Linked DNA regions of Pan troglodytes: all the other regions are linked to region 3. Evidence: chromatin contacts called from public capture Hi-C data. All regions are on one chromosome and are shown on one strand. The core of a region is the stretch at or near the end of the contact, and the rest is flanking DNA. Distances in the headings are between cores, read along the strand shown. Region 1 has its middle 69 kb from the start of CPN2. Region 2 has its middle 93 kb from the start of CPN2. Region 3 has its middle 26 kb from the start of HES1.

Region 1 (4,154 bases), core at 236-2,735, 120 kb before region 3:
AAGGAATGTTATATTTCTTAATAAATCAAAGAATGGAGTAATTTCATGATTAGAAAGGACATGTTGGGCCTGACACAGAGTAAGCCCTAAATGAATGCTCAGGGATGATGAATCTTCTCCCCAGTATCCCACTTTGCTAGATTACCCTTAGTGATAGATTGTTCACTCTCTCTTAAATTCTGGGCATTTGAAATATTTTCCTCTCACATGCTCAAAACATTTTCATTTCAGCTTCCACTCTGCAGTCCCAGTGCCTGTCCTTAGGGCTACACAGAATGAGCCCGATTCCCCTTCCCTACGAATATCCCTGAACTCTCAAATAGGGGAAGCAACCTCAGCTTCCCCAGCCAGTGTTTGTAAGAGTGAGATTTCTAGTCCTCTTATGATTCTAGTCTCTTTCCCTTGAGCAGAATTCTGTACCTGCACAGTTCTCTCCAGATGTGATGTCCAGAAAGGTCTCAGCACCCTGGGTGGAGCCTGGGAGACCCCCTTCTTTCCGGTAGGCAGCTTAAGCTCCCATTGGCTCTTCTGGCAGCCAGGTTGCAAAGGCTTATATTAAGCTGGTGGCTGGTGAGCACCCCTGGGCCCTTTTTATCTTTCCCTACATAAATTTGCACACCAGCTTTCTGCAGGTGGCTTCCCATAGCTGCCTTCTAAGGGGAGCTACATCAAACCTCAAGGAATTTACCACCATGAAAGCCTGTCTTGCCCCGAGACCTTCCTCACCTGCAAAGCATAAGCTTGGGCAGGGCTTGGAACCACATGCCCTAAGGCCCTTAAATCTGCCTGTATCTCTGCTCTATAATTTTCAGAAAAATTAACTGCATTATGGGATGGCTTATATTCAAGTCAGGGTCCATACAGCCAGCAGAGGGCAAAAATGGTGAATGCCGTATGGAATCTTATGGCTTGCAAAACAGTTTCTATATCACCTCCTTGGATCCACAGAATAACTAGTAAACTGTGTGAGGCAGGTAGGGAGGGTGGATCATTTCCATTTGACAGGTAAGGAAAGGGAGGTTGCAGGGAGGCTGCAGGCTGCTACGACTAAAAACAAAGAAGAGTCAAAAGTGACAGAACACCACACTCTGTTTATCACAAAACACTGCTTAGCATTTCAGGGCTCTAGGCTTCCATGTGAATTGTCTCAACCATCCTCTGGGTAGAAAGTTTTTTTCTCAGGGCATTTTTGGATCCAGATGATCTGAGCTAATCCCCCTGTCCCCTCACCCCCAGCCCCAAGGAGTGGGCTAGGAGTACAGCTGTGCATTTTAACGAGGGAGACGGGAGTCTCCAGGCTGCTTTCCAAGAAATTGCTTCTAAAATCATTTGCCTCCAGCCCCAGACAAAAGCTCAGGTATGGAAGCTTGGCTGCTCCTGACCTTTTACATCCCCAGAACCAAGCTGCAGGGAGGAGGGGACGGCCGCACAAAAGGGTCTGGGGAGTGACCCGGCCTGCCTCAGCTACCTGCTGTTTGCCACAATGGGACCCGAGTCCCGGGCTGCCTCTGGAGGCAGGAGAAAAGGGCCGAGATAATGACGGGCTCAGCTACCGCTGCTCTCTTCAGAGAAAGGAGAAGAGGGAGGAGGCAAAACCTCCCGGATAATAAAGAAGTAACAAATGAGGAATAAAAGCTTATGGAAGACATCTTAACCCAGGGATGAAAAAATGTCAACATCTGTGAGGCTTTCTGCACCAGCAGACCCGGTCCTAATGAAAACCCTCGAAAAGCCATTCATCGGAGCAGAGGCAAAAAGGCTACATTTTTCTATGGGGCATCGAGGGCTCGAGGAGGCCACCGTTTCGCTTTCGGATGCTGCTGAACCAAGCGCTAATGTTCATCTCCAGCTTTATTAAGGAACCCGGGCAGGAGGAGAATGGAGTGCTCGGACCATCGTTATCCCAAAGTCTGTGAGGTGGGTGGATTTAGGAGCAAGCTAGATGTGTGCACATTGAGGCAAGGAAGAAAAGCCAGAGGAATCAGAGAAAACACTGTTGAACAAGGGTCTCTTTTGACCGGGGCCTTTAGGAAGGACGCAGTTCCAGGAAGAGTAATCCTCTTAGCACCGACTTATGTGTGTGTACAAAACAGGGAAATCAAATCTGAATGTCCTCATTGCATTTGCTAAAATACCTAATGAAAACACAAAGATTCCTTTTTCTGATCTTCACCTTTCATTCAGAAGCCGGAGAGTGGCAGATGTTTGCTTATAAGGCTGATTTTTTAAAAAATTCAAACTGGCAGTTTGGGGTGGGAGAGGAGCTGACCCTACTCTCTTTCCAAGGGGTGTGGGTTGCAGAACTTTGAGCCTTTGTATCTCCCCCTGGGGTTTTTTACACCCTCCTGCCTTGTTGCCTTTGAGGCAGTACATGTGGTTTTATTTCTTGAGTTTGTGCTTTATGTTCACCGTTGGAATGTCTCTCCGGAGGCCTCAGTGAAAGAAATCTCAAATCCTGGCCAACAAATGCAGCTTCCTGAGAAGAGTGGGGAAGTTGGTATAAAAAGAAATGCACTCCCAAATTAGTGGCTGTTCTGCAGTTGGGGATCACTGTGCCCTGGCCAGGGAGCACCAGGATAGTCCTCACCCATACCCACATACTTACACACACCCAACATACCCCCACACACCTACACCCAGGCATACACTCCCCCAACTTATCCACACACGCACATAACAGTCCACACCACTCACCCTCCTGTATACACACACACACACACACACACGTGTTCTTCCAGTTATAGATACACCTCTCCGGCCAATATACTCGACAGCACACGCATCTGCTTACTCCCAGTCTGAATGGTCGTACTTAGTCTTATGGGCAGGCATCCTCCTTCCCCATCCCTGTAACATACTGGGCTTTCGATCGCATGTGTCAGTTATAACTTGGCTTTAAAATGAAACAAGATGCAAGTGAGGCTGAGTCAAACATTTGGGGGATTGCCAAGGAGATTTCACCTAAGCTAAAATAGGAGGGTGCACTTTTATTTTTCCTTTCCTGTGTTACAGGGCTACTTTAAATTCAAAACTATTGTTTGCTATTGGGTTACAAAAGGAACAGAAGTGGAGGAGGCAGCCGTAGAAAGGCTGATTATGGCTCCGGGTCCAGTGTGAGCTGCCCATCTGTGGGCTGGCCCTGTGGTCCTAGGCTGCCAGGGCAGGGAGTGAGATCCCAGGTCCTCAAAGCAGTGGCCCAAGCATCCTCTATCATCATCAGTTGGAGGGAATTCCTATGCAAGGTGTGCAGTGGAGCTGAATGAACTCTGATATCTTTTGCAAACTTAACAATAATAATATTGAGTGCTAATTATGTGCTAGTCACTACTCTAAGGGTCTTAAATGGATTCTCTAATTTTCCCAGCTCTATGATATGAAATCTCTCATTATGCACATTTTGTAGGTAAGGAAACAAGCCTAGAGTGGCTGCGGACATAGGTAGTAGTGACAGAGCCCGTACTGAAACCCAGATGTACCCAACACCAAGCTTAGGTGATTTACCTCGCACTGCAAGACCTCTTAGGAGAACCTGATGTTAAGTGATTTTCTGTTCCCTTCTTTCCTTGGTCAGTAGGAGAGGATTGGGCTTACACCCTTCCTGGTTCATCCCCTAATGCCCTGGCATTGGTCCTCCCTATTCCTTTGGAATAAAGACGGAGCCTGGGAACATCTCTGGTTGGCTTGTCCCTGGGGAGGGTTCCATGTCCAGCCGCCAGACCCCAGATCCACTGAGGGGGTGGAACCTTGTTCCTTGCTGCAGCAGGAGGCACTCAAGTCAGAGGCCCCAGCCATGTGCTTATAGAACCCTTTCGGCAGTCACTCTAAGGCTTGGGGATCATTGGGGAGAATGGCAGCCCTCCAGATGTGTGCATCCATCTGAGAAGCACACCTCCTCAATCTCCATCCCTCATCTCCAGGCCTCCTCTACTGAGAGGAGAACACAGCCCACCTAGACGAAGTGCAGCAGACACCTCTGGTCCTTTTCTTTTCACCATGCCTAATGTAGCAGGGATCGGGGCGTCATAACCACAGACCTGGAACCTTGAGTGTCACTGGATCAAACTCCTTGTGGTGGCTCTGAAGATGTGTCTACAAATTCATTGACACTATACCCCTCAAGAGGCGGAGCTTAATTATCCTCTTCTTGAGTGTGG
Region 2 (4,491 bases), core at 1,630-4,129, 98 kb before region 3:
GCAATCTCGGCTCACTGCAACTTCTGACTCCCTCATTCAAGCGATTCTCCTGCCTCCGCCTCCTGAGTAGGTGGGATTACAGGCAGGCACCAGCACGCCCAGCTAATTTTTGTATTTTTAGTAGAGACAAGGTTTCACCATGTTTGCCAGGATGGTCTTGATCTCCTGACCTGTTGATCCATCCACCTCAGCATCCTAAAGTGCTGGGATTCCAGGCGTGAGCCACCACACTCGGCCTTTGCTTGTAGGTTCTATGCATGATTATCTTTGAGGCTGTCTATGTGCACATACAGCCCATACAACTGCCATGAACACCCCCCAGGTTTGCAGACAGCTTAAACTTTTCACAAGTCATTCAGGTATTTTTTTCCCTCACATTTGCTTCTCACAGCCTGCTAGGCCAGTGAGAGATGGCTGGTGTCAGGGGACAAGGAGGTAAGCGGGTTGGCTCAAGGTCACATAGCTGAGCGGTGGCAGAGTCCCGCCCACCACAATGACTTCTGCTCCTCTGGAAAGAGACCTGAATGACTGCTTCCCACGCATCTGAGCATCCTCCACCTTATTCTGGCTCGTGTGCAGGCCCGCCTGGGGGATGCGCTCCGGACTGGAGTCTGCAGCTAACACCCCATTCATTTGTCAAAGCTCAGTTTGAAAACCTCCTCCTGAGTACATCCTGCCTGTGGCTTTAGTCGCTCTCCTCGACTTGGTCACAGCTCTTTATTTGTGCCTTTTTAATAATCTACATTTTATTGTACTCCATAGCCTCTGTGGTTCTGACGCTAGCCCTGGAATCGGCAGTTTTTAAAATAAAGGGATAGATAAATATTTTAAGCTTTATGGGACATTATGATCTCTGTGGCATCCACTCAACTTTGACATTGTGGTACAGAAGTGGCCATAGACAATATGTAAATGAATGAACATGGCTGTGATCCCAATAAAACTTTATTCACAAAAACAGGTAATGAGCCAGAATTGGCCCCCAGGCCATAGTTTGCTGACCACTGCTTTAGAACTCCTCAAAGGCCAAAACTGTTATTTTTGCTTATGCAATCGCGAGCATTATCTCTACCCCAGCACCCATGTCAGGTTGACCACATTTATATTTTGTAGATATATTAGTACATATACCCTTCTAGCTCCTATATATTAATAGGAGTTCAGTGTTAATTCAATGTACGAATGAATGAGTTTTGCAAATGATACCGTTATAGAACTGGTTAGGCTTCCGTTCTGACCTTTGCCTGCGGTGATATAATGCGGTGAGTGCAGTCTCATAGAAGGGAACGCATAGGCCTGGTTTGAGCACCAGTTCTGCCACTTTCTAGCTGTGAAAACTTGGGCGTGTAACTGGCTCTTTCAGTCTTAGCTCTCAGTTTGCCCATTTGAGATATGCGGCGATACCTCACTCAAAGGGTTGTCATAGGATAAACAGAGAGTGGAAAGCTTGGGGCCCAGGGCTGGGTGCACAGTAGGTGCTGATGAGATGGTGGGAATTGCTACCTGGAAGAATGCATTGTTACTACTGAAAGCCACTTGCGCTGAGGGACAAGTTCCAGGTTGGGCCTCAGCATCTTCTTGCCCTGTGACACGTGAAGATACTGTGGGAATAAGTGGAAAGATAGCCCTTAATCTGGAAAAAGGAGGCTCCTATAAACCCAGGCAGTCTTGCCAAAGTGTCTCCTCCATTGCCACTCTTGTAGGCACCTAAACACACTGTCCAAAGTGACCTCTTCATCTCCACCCTCCGCCTCTCAAACTGCTCTTTCTTCTCCATCTCCCAAGGTCTCAAGCCAGAAACCTGAACGTCCTCTGCATCAGAATTGCTCCCTCCACCTCAGGACCAGCAACCATCAAAGTAGCCACCATTTCCGAGCAGCTCCATGGTCCTGCCTGCTCCGAGTTTTGCATCTGTGCCCTTGCAGTAGCTGCTTCTCGTAGCTCTCTACGCCATCCATTTATCCACTTTGTCATTTGATTTATGTTTCAAGAAAAAAATCTGGTTCTGTCCTGCTCAGCCTCTATAATAATCATTGGCTCCCCATTCACAGTAGGCCAATGTCCAGTTTCATGTCCAGAGCTTTCTCCACTGGTTTTTCCAGCTCCATCCTTTGGCATTCTTTGCTTGGCACATGATTTTTAGCCTCGCAGATGGATCTCACTATATACATTCTTATCTCTTGCACTTTAATGCTATTTATGTCTCGTCTCCCTTCCAGAATTTCCGTCTTCTGCAAGATATCACAAATCAGTCATTAAATGTATCTTGTGACTCCAGAGTTTTTAAACACGTTGTTTAAAGGCATGTTACTCAGTTCTGTTTGGAATTCAGCTCTGAAAATCTGTACCAATGGTATATTTTGAGAAAAGTGTTTTTTTTTTTTCAACTAAAAGGAAACTTAGATATCAGATGCCTTCCGATAAAAAGCTTCCTTGATCAGAAATACCCAGGCAATGGGCTCATGGCAAACATGAGGCTTCCAGCCTGGAAGGGTAATGGTGTGGCAAGTAAGGATGCTGTACTGGAGTCAAGTGGCCTTCCGGGGTTCCTCTTGTGTCACAGAACAGAGCCTTGCAGCCCCAGGAGCCTCCAGTGGAAGCTGGCATTCACTGGCGTGTCAGTGTGTGACCGCTCATGAGACAAACATGACCCACAGCTGATTTTTGGCCTCTGTGACCTCAAAGCCCTCAGTCCAGTGAGTTTGGAATGAAGAACAAGGCCTCCAGGCTACAGGAAGGGTGACAAATCACATTGGTGTCCCCTTTGTCCTCCTGTGACAGGTGATAGTAACTCTCGTTGCCCTTGAGAAAGGTCGCAAGTGCAAACACCTAGGGTTGGTCCATCCTGGTCTCTCTGTTTGCCTCTCTCCACCCTCGCCCCCAGCCCTGCCAGTAGTTCAACCCGCCCTCTCCAGGTTCACTGAAATCCTGCCGGCTCCTCTTGTTCTCCTGAGAATAGGAGATGCGGACATGGTGCTCTGCACAGTGTTGACTGAACTTTTACCCCCACCTGTTTGCATACCAAAGTTAATTAATCAGGCCCTTTTTTTTTCCAAAGTTTTTTTTTTTCCTTTAAGAAAGCAATGTATAAAGGTGTAATTCTTCTCAGAGGTCAGCAGGGCTGAAAACTTGAGAGAATGAAATGAAATGCTTTTCTTAAAAAGCAAAAAACACTTGTTTTTGCTTAAAATCTGCCACTCCTAACCTCTCCGATGTAAACTTCTTGTTCAATTTAAGAGCAGTGAAGTGTAATAGGCACAGAATGAAAATGGAAAATTTTCCCTGAGTTGGGAAAGGAAATTAGCTCATCTCTATCTTATAAGATGCTGCCTTTGATACTAACTCTTATATTACATTCTAATAACACTTATATTACATTCTAGGGCTGTTAAGAAAATCATTGCTGGATTAAATTTTTACAGTGCTTTGCATTGTTAGTAAGAAAGTACTCTTGGAAGTGTATTTTGGTTTTAGAAACCCAAATTACTAAAACCTAAACTTATTAAACATACAAGTGGATGGATTTTGGCTCTGTAAAATAATCCACAACATTAAAAAATGAATATCACAATGCATTGGAAATGTGATTCAATTTACCGAGGTTTAGCTAACATTTTAGGTATACTTTATATGGCCTAAAACAATGATAGGACTTTTAAAAATTGTATTGATAGGATTAGGGCTGGTTTAAACAAGGTAGGAGTTTGGTTCTCACTCATGTAAAAGTCCAGGTGGGTGGTCTGGGGCTGACATTGCCTCCCCAGTGTCGGACTCCCAGGCTTGTTCGTTCATTCATTCACTTAGCAAATATTTATTTAGCACCAACTAGGCATTGGGATCACGGCAGCTGGGGAGTGGGGAACAGACAAAATCCCTGCCCTCATGACATTTACATCCTGTTGGTCCACTCATGGCCTTGACCTCATGGTCCAAGATGACAACATCTCTTCATTCTAGTCAGCAGGATGGAGGAAGGAATGAAGAAGAAGAAGGCAAGGGGTGAACTGACATAATCTCTTAAGGAAGGTTCTTGGAAGCTGCACAAGTCTCTCCCTCCGTTTCATGCAGTGATTAGTCACACAGTGTATTAGGCTGTTCTTGCATTGCTGTAAAGAAATACACAAGACTGGGTTTATAATAAGGAAAGAGGTCGAGTTGGCTCATGGTTCTGCAGGCTATACAAGAATAGTAGCACCTGCTTTTGGAGGGGCCTCAGGAACCTTACAGTCACGGCAGAAGGCAGAGCTGGAGCAGGCACTTCACATGGAGAAAACAGGAGCAAGAGAGAGAGAGAGTGGGCGGGGTGAGGGGGAGCACAGGATTTTAAATGACCAGATCTCGTGAGAACTCGCTATCATGGAGACAGCACCAAAAGCCATGAGGGATCTGCCCCCGTGGTCCAAACACCTTCCTCCAGGCCTCATTTCCAGCAATGGGGATTACAATTCAACAGGAGATTTGGGCTGGGGTAAATGTCCAAACTATATCACA
Region 3 (3,900 bases), core at 1,177-3,676:
TGTTTTCACGGGCATCGCCTTTCCCTTCCTGGTTGGGTGGATGAGCAGAGGTTCCTTGGGAATGTTTTTCTTGGGCACTTTTATAGGGTTTCAGCTAAAAACACAGGATATTGGTATGCATCTTCACGGTTTAGGTTAAATTGCAGTTTGCCCCCAAAACTTCCTTGAGGTTACATTTTATTCAACCCCTCTCGCCGTTCAAATGCCTACCAAACAGAGATTTATAGAAGAGGCTGAAGCTGGGAAGAGCCTCAAGAGACCATCCAAACCATCCTGTCCTCTTACACTCACTGTTCTATGAAGAAGTTAGGGTGAGAGGGGGTAGCTCAATTCCAATAATGTGAATCTGATGACACCACTTACCTCTATATAATCCCTTAATGGAAACCCCAAATCTTTTCATTTTATTTTATTTTTTTGAGGCAGGGTCTTTCTCTGTTGCCCAGGCTAGAATGCAGTGGCATGATCATGGCTCACTGCGGCCTTAACCTCCTGAGGTCAAGCAATTCTCCTGCCTCAGCTTCTCCAGTAGCTGGGACTATAGACGCACACCACTACACTCGGCTAATCTTTGTATTTTTTTGTGGAGATGGGGTTTTACCATGTTGCCCAGGCTGGTCTTGAACACCTGGGCTCAAGTGATCCTCCTGCCTCAGCCTCCCAAAGTGCTGGGATTACAGGCATGAGCCAACTGTGCCCGGCCTCAACCCAATATCTTTACCTAGAGTGATCATATATCCTGGTTTGCCCAGAATAGTCCTGGTTCTTGTTTTTTTCCCCAGGGTTTAATTATTGGTAATAACCCCTTTCACTCCCTAAAGTGAACCAGTTACATAATAAATTATATGGTCACCTAAGTAATGCTTTCCAACTGATGCACCCCAGTGTGAAGACTGACATCAGAAGTGGGTTGTCTCTGAGTTGCTGGGAGAGGGCTGTAAGCTCTTCTATGCATATATAGTTTCTCAATCAGCAGAGAGAAAAGTAAAACTATGACAGGTTGAGTATCTTGAATCCAAAAATTTCGAATCTGAAACGCTCCAAAATCTAAAACATTCTGAGCACCGACATAACTCTCAAAGGAAATATCATTGGAACATTTTGGATTTCTGATTTTTGAATTAGGAATAATCAACTGTAAGCATAATGCAGATATTCCAAATTCTGAAAAAAATGTGAAATCCACAACACTTCTGGTCCCAAGCATTTAGGATAAAAGATACTCAAGCTGCACATTTTAAGAGTCTAAGAGGAGTGCTGGAGGGAAGGATAGAGATTGTTGAAAGTAGGCACGCACGGTCTGCAGACTCAGCACTCCTCACCCAGCCTGCGGCCCCACAACTCACCGCCTAGCCCTTCCCACTATTTTTAGAGGCAAAGTCTTGCTCTGTCACCCAAGCTGGCGTGCAGGGGGACGATCCTAGCTCACTGCAGCCTTGAACTCCTGGGCTCAAACGATCTTCCCGCCTCAGCCTCCTGGATAGCTGGGACTAGTGGGAAGCATGTGCCACTATGCCTGGCTATTTTTATTTGATTGTAGAGATGGGGTCTCACTATGCTGCCTCCTTCTTTACGGTCCAGCCACCAGAAGCAGTTCCTGGTCTCCTGACTCTACTGTGTCACTTCAGGGCTTTGGAACATGCTTTCCCTCTGCTGGAAGACATCTGCAGCCACCTCATCTCCCTCTTCCTTCAGTGCCCTGAGGTATTTCCCCTTGACATCCTCCCCAGGTGTCCCCCAAACCCCCAAACCATGGGACAGAGCCGGGCTCTCCCCACTCTGAGCTGCTCTGACCTCCCCTTTCTTTTCTGTCCTGGTGCCCATTAATACTCTACATTGGCTGTGTGAGTGTACGTGCAAGTCTCCCTCCTGGACTGTGAGCAACTAGCGGGCAGGGCTGTCCCCCAACCCCGAGCACAGTGACTGGCATAAGGAGAGGATGCCCGCACATACTGTCAAGTACACTCATTCAGTGGATATTTATTGAGCATTAGCTTTGCTCCAAGCACCACACAGCAGGGGACACTGCAGTGCACCAATGTCCCTATACCTGGAGAGCTGCAGCCGAACCCATGAATGGGGCAGTGTGAGTGTGTGGACAGGTCAATACATCATGAATGTGTGTACATATGTATCCGTGTCTGTTCAAGGAGTTTGCTAGAACCTGCGCTCCTCTCAGGAAGATAGAATGCTTCAAAACAAATCAGTTTTTTTCTTTGTAGTTTCTTTGTGAATTAAGCAGCATAAACCTCTGATCTATGTAAAAAATAGGGAAAGGGAAGTCTAGGGAGGCTAAAATAACTTTGTCAAGGTCGCTGAGTTGAGTGGCTAGTCCCCTGAGGGAGAAGCCTTGTGCCTTGGATCCCAGCTCAGCCTGGGGGAGCCGTGGCCCCGGCACAGCCTGACCTTACCGTGCGTGCCTGGGCACAGCTCCTTCACCTGGGGGCTTGGGGTTTCTCCCTACTGCTTCTCACCACTGAATGTTTGTGAAAGGCAGGGCTGTGTTTGCGCCTGTAGCCAGGCAGGGGCTCTTTCCCAGAAGCTGGTCCAAGGCCACAGAGGCTGAGCAGAAACCCATGTGCTGTTTGTTGTGAGGCAGGCTCTGTTCTCAGGGATTTATTTGTGAAATTCCTGGAGTGGGGAGGAAGACCTACAGCTTGGCAGAAGTAAATGCCAGGTCCTGAGAAGCTTGGCAAATGGAGAAGGAGAGAAAGGAGTACGGGGTAGGGGGTGGAGAGGGGGGTGGAGAGAGAGAGAGAGAGAGATACTCAGGCTGAGCCCTGGGATCAGGCTTTGAAGACAGAAAAGACTCTAACTTTTTGCCCTCAAAAGACTGTAAATCAGTCTCATTCTCTCCACACCCACTGCTACACACTCACCTTAATTCATCTCTGCCTTTAACCTTTGACCAATTCTCCTCACCCTAGCTCAGAGATATCTTTCTTCTTCTTTTGTTCAGAGGTTGTAACAGCTTTGGGATGCTCTGGGATCCCTGTTCCACTTTGCCTTTCCCTGCCTTCATCATCCCCTTAATTATGGACATGAACAGTCTTCAGGTCAAAGAAAAATGTGGGTAAGATGTGGCCTCCCCAAGGACTGAAGGCAAAGGCCAGCACCCCAGAGGGAGGCATCACTCTCCAGGACAGGCCGGGGATGGTGGGGACGCCTCACTCCAGCAGAAGTAAGGGCCTGGCTTGCTCTGTCAGTGGCCCGGGGAGCTTGCCTTACCTCCCTGGAGCATGGGTTAGATTCCAGAACTGCCTCTCCCAGTTCATAGCAAGTACAGAGAGCCATAGTGAGGGGCAGGAGGAGCTTGGAGGTGCAGAGAACAGGTTACCTGTCGCTGTCAGGTAAACCTGAATCCTGAAGCCCAGATCACTCAGCTACTGTCTGGGTCTGCCAGGGGCCTCCCTCCAACACACTCCAAACCTTCTCCCCATCCCAGTGCAGCTTTCTGCTGTGGTTTCAGTCCTCAGTGGGTCAGCCAGTGCCGCCTCCACTTGTCCTGATCACACTGGCCCTTCCACTCCAGAGGTCATTTGCCTCCTCAGAGGGCCCCATGCACCCAAATGTACTTGAGTATAAGGTGGCCAGAGTGACTGAAGATGCTTTACCTGGACAGGGAAGGGAGGGCACTCCTGCGAGCCAGGCCAGGGGGAGATGTAAGGGGTGAGGAATCACAAATTTAATTTCAAAAGACTGAAGCTGAGATGTGACAGGGCACTCCTGCACAGAAACTCCCCTCCTTCCTCACTCTAGGAAATCTGGAGAAAATCCAGAAAGTGGGTGGCAGCTGCAGAGGGATCCACACATAGTGGAATAGGGCCTTCTTATCCCCAGAGCTGGAGAGCTGTCTTTTTTGTGTTTTGAGACAGGGCCTCGCTCTGTCACCCAGGCTAG

The links. Capture Hi-C pulls out chosen DNA fragments and counts their contacts.
Region 1: a capture Hi-C map of stem cell-derived neural stem cells shows a contact between it and region 3, with 3 times the contacts expected there. The contact joins two enhancer-like sites.
Region 2: a contact with region 3 is called in a capture Hi-C map of stem cell-derived neural stem cells, with 5 times the contacts expected there. The contact joins two enhancer-like sites. A contact is called at or near these places in 1 of 7 Hi-C or Micro-C datasets (induced pluripotent stem cells) and 1 of 1 other capture datasets (stem cell-derived neural stem cells).

What each region holds. Positions count from the first base shown.
Region 1 is chr2:197,466,937-197,471,090 of NHGRI_mPanTro3-v2.0_pri, reverse strand. No RefSeq gene overlaps it. Among named protein-coding and RNA genes, the nearest start is that of CPN2, 69 kb to the left of the region's middle. Within about 2 kb of position 1,485, at least 5 of the 24 cell types and tissues checked have an H3K27ac peak or open chromatin away from gene starts, as enhancers often do. A contact at or near this core is called in stem cell-derived neural stem cells, where this site is marked.
Region 2 is chr2:197,442,064-197,446,554 of NHGRI_mPanTro3-v2.0_pri, reverse strand. No RefSeq gene overlaps it. Among named protein-coding and RNA genes, the nearest start is that of CPN2, 93 kb to the left of the region's middle. Within about 2 kb of position 2,879, at least 2 of the 24 cell types and tissues checked have an H3K27ac peak or open chromatin away from gene starts, as enhancers often do. A contact at or near this core is called in stem cell-derived neural stem cells, where this site is marked.
Region 3 is chr2:197,344,022-197,347,921 of NHGRI_mPanTro3-v2.0_pri, reverse strand. No RefSeq gene overlaps it. Among named protein-coding and RNA genes, the nearest start is that of HES1, 26 kb to the right of the region's middle. Within about 2 kb of position 2,426, at least 1 of the 24 cell types and tissues checked has an H3K27ac peak or open chromatin away from gene starts, as enhancers often do. A contact at or near this core is called in stem cell-derived neural stem cells, where this site is marked.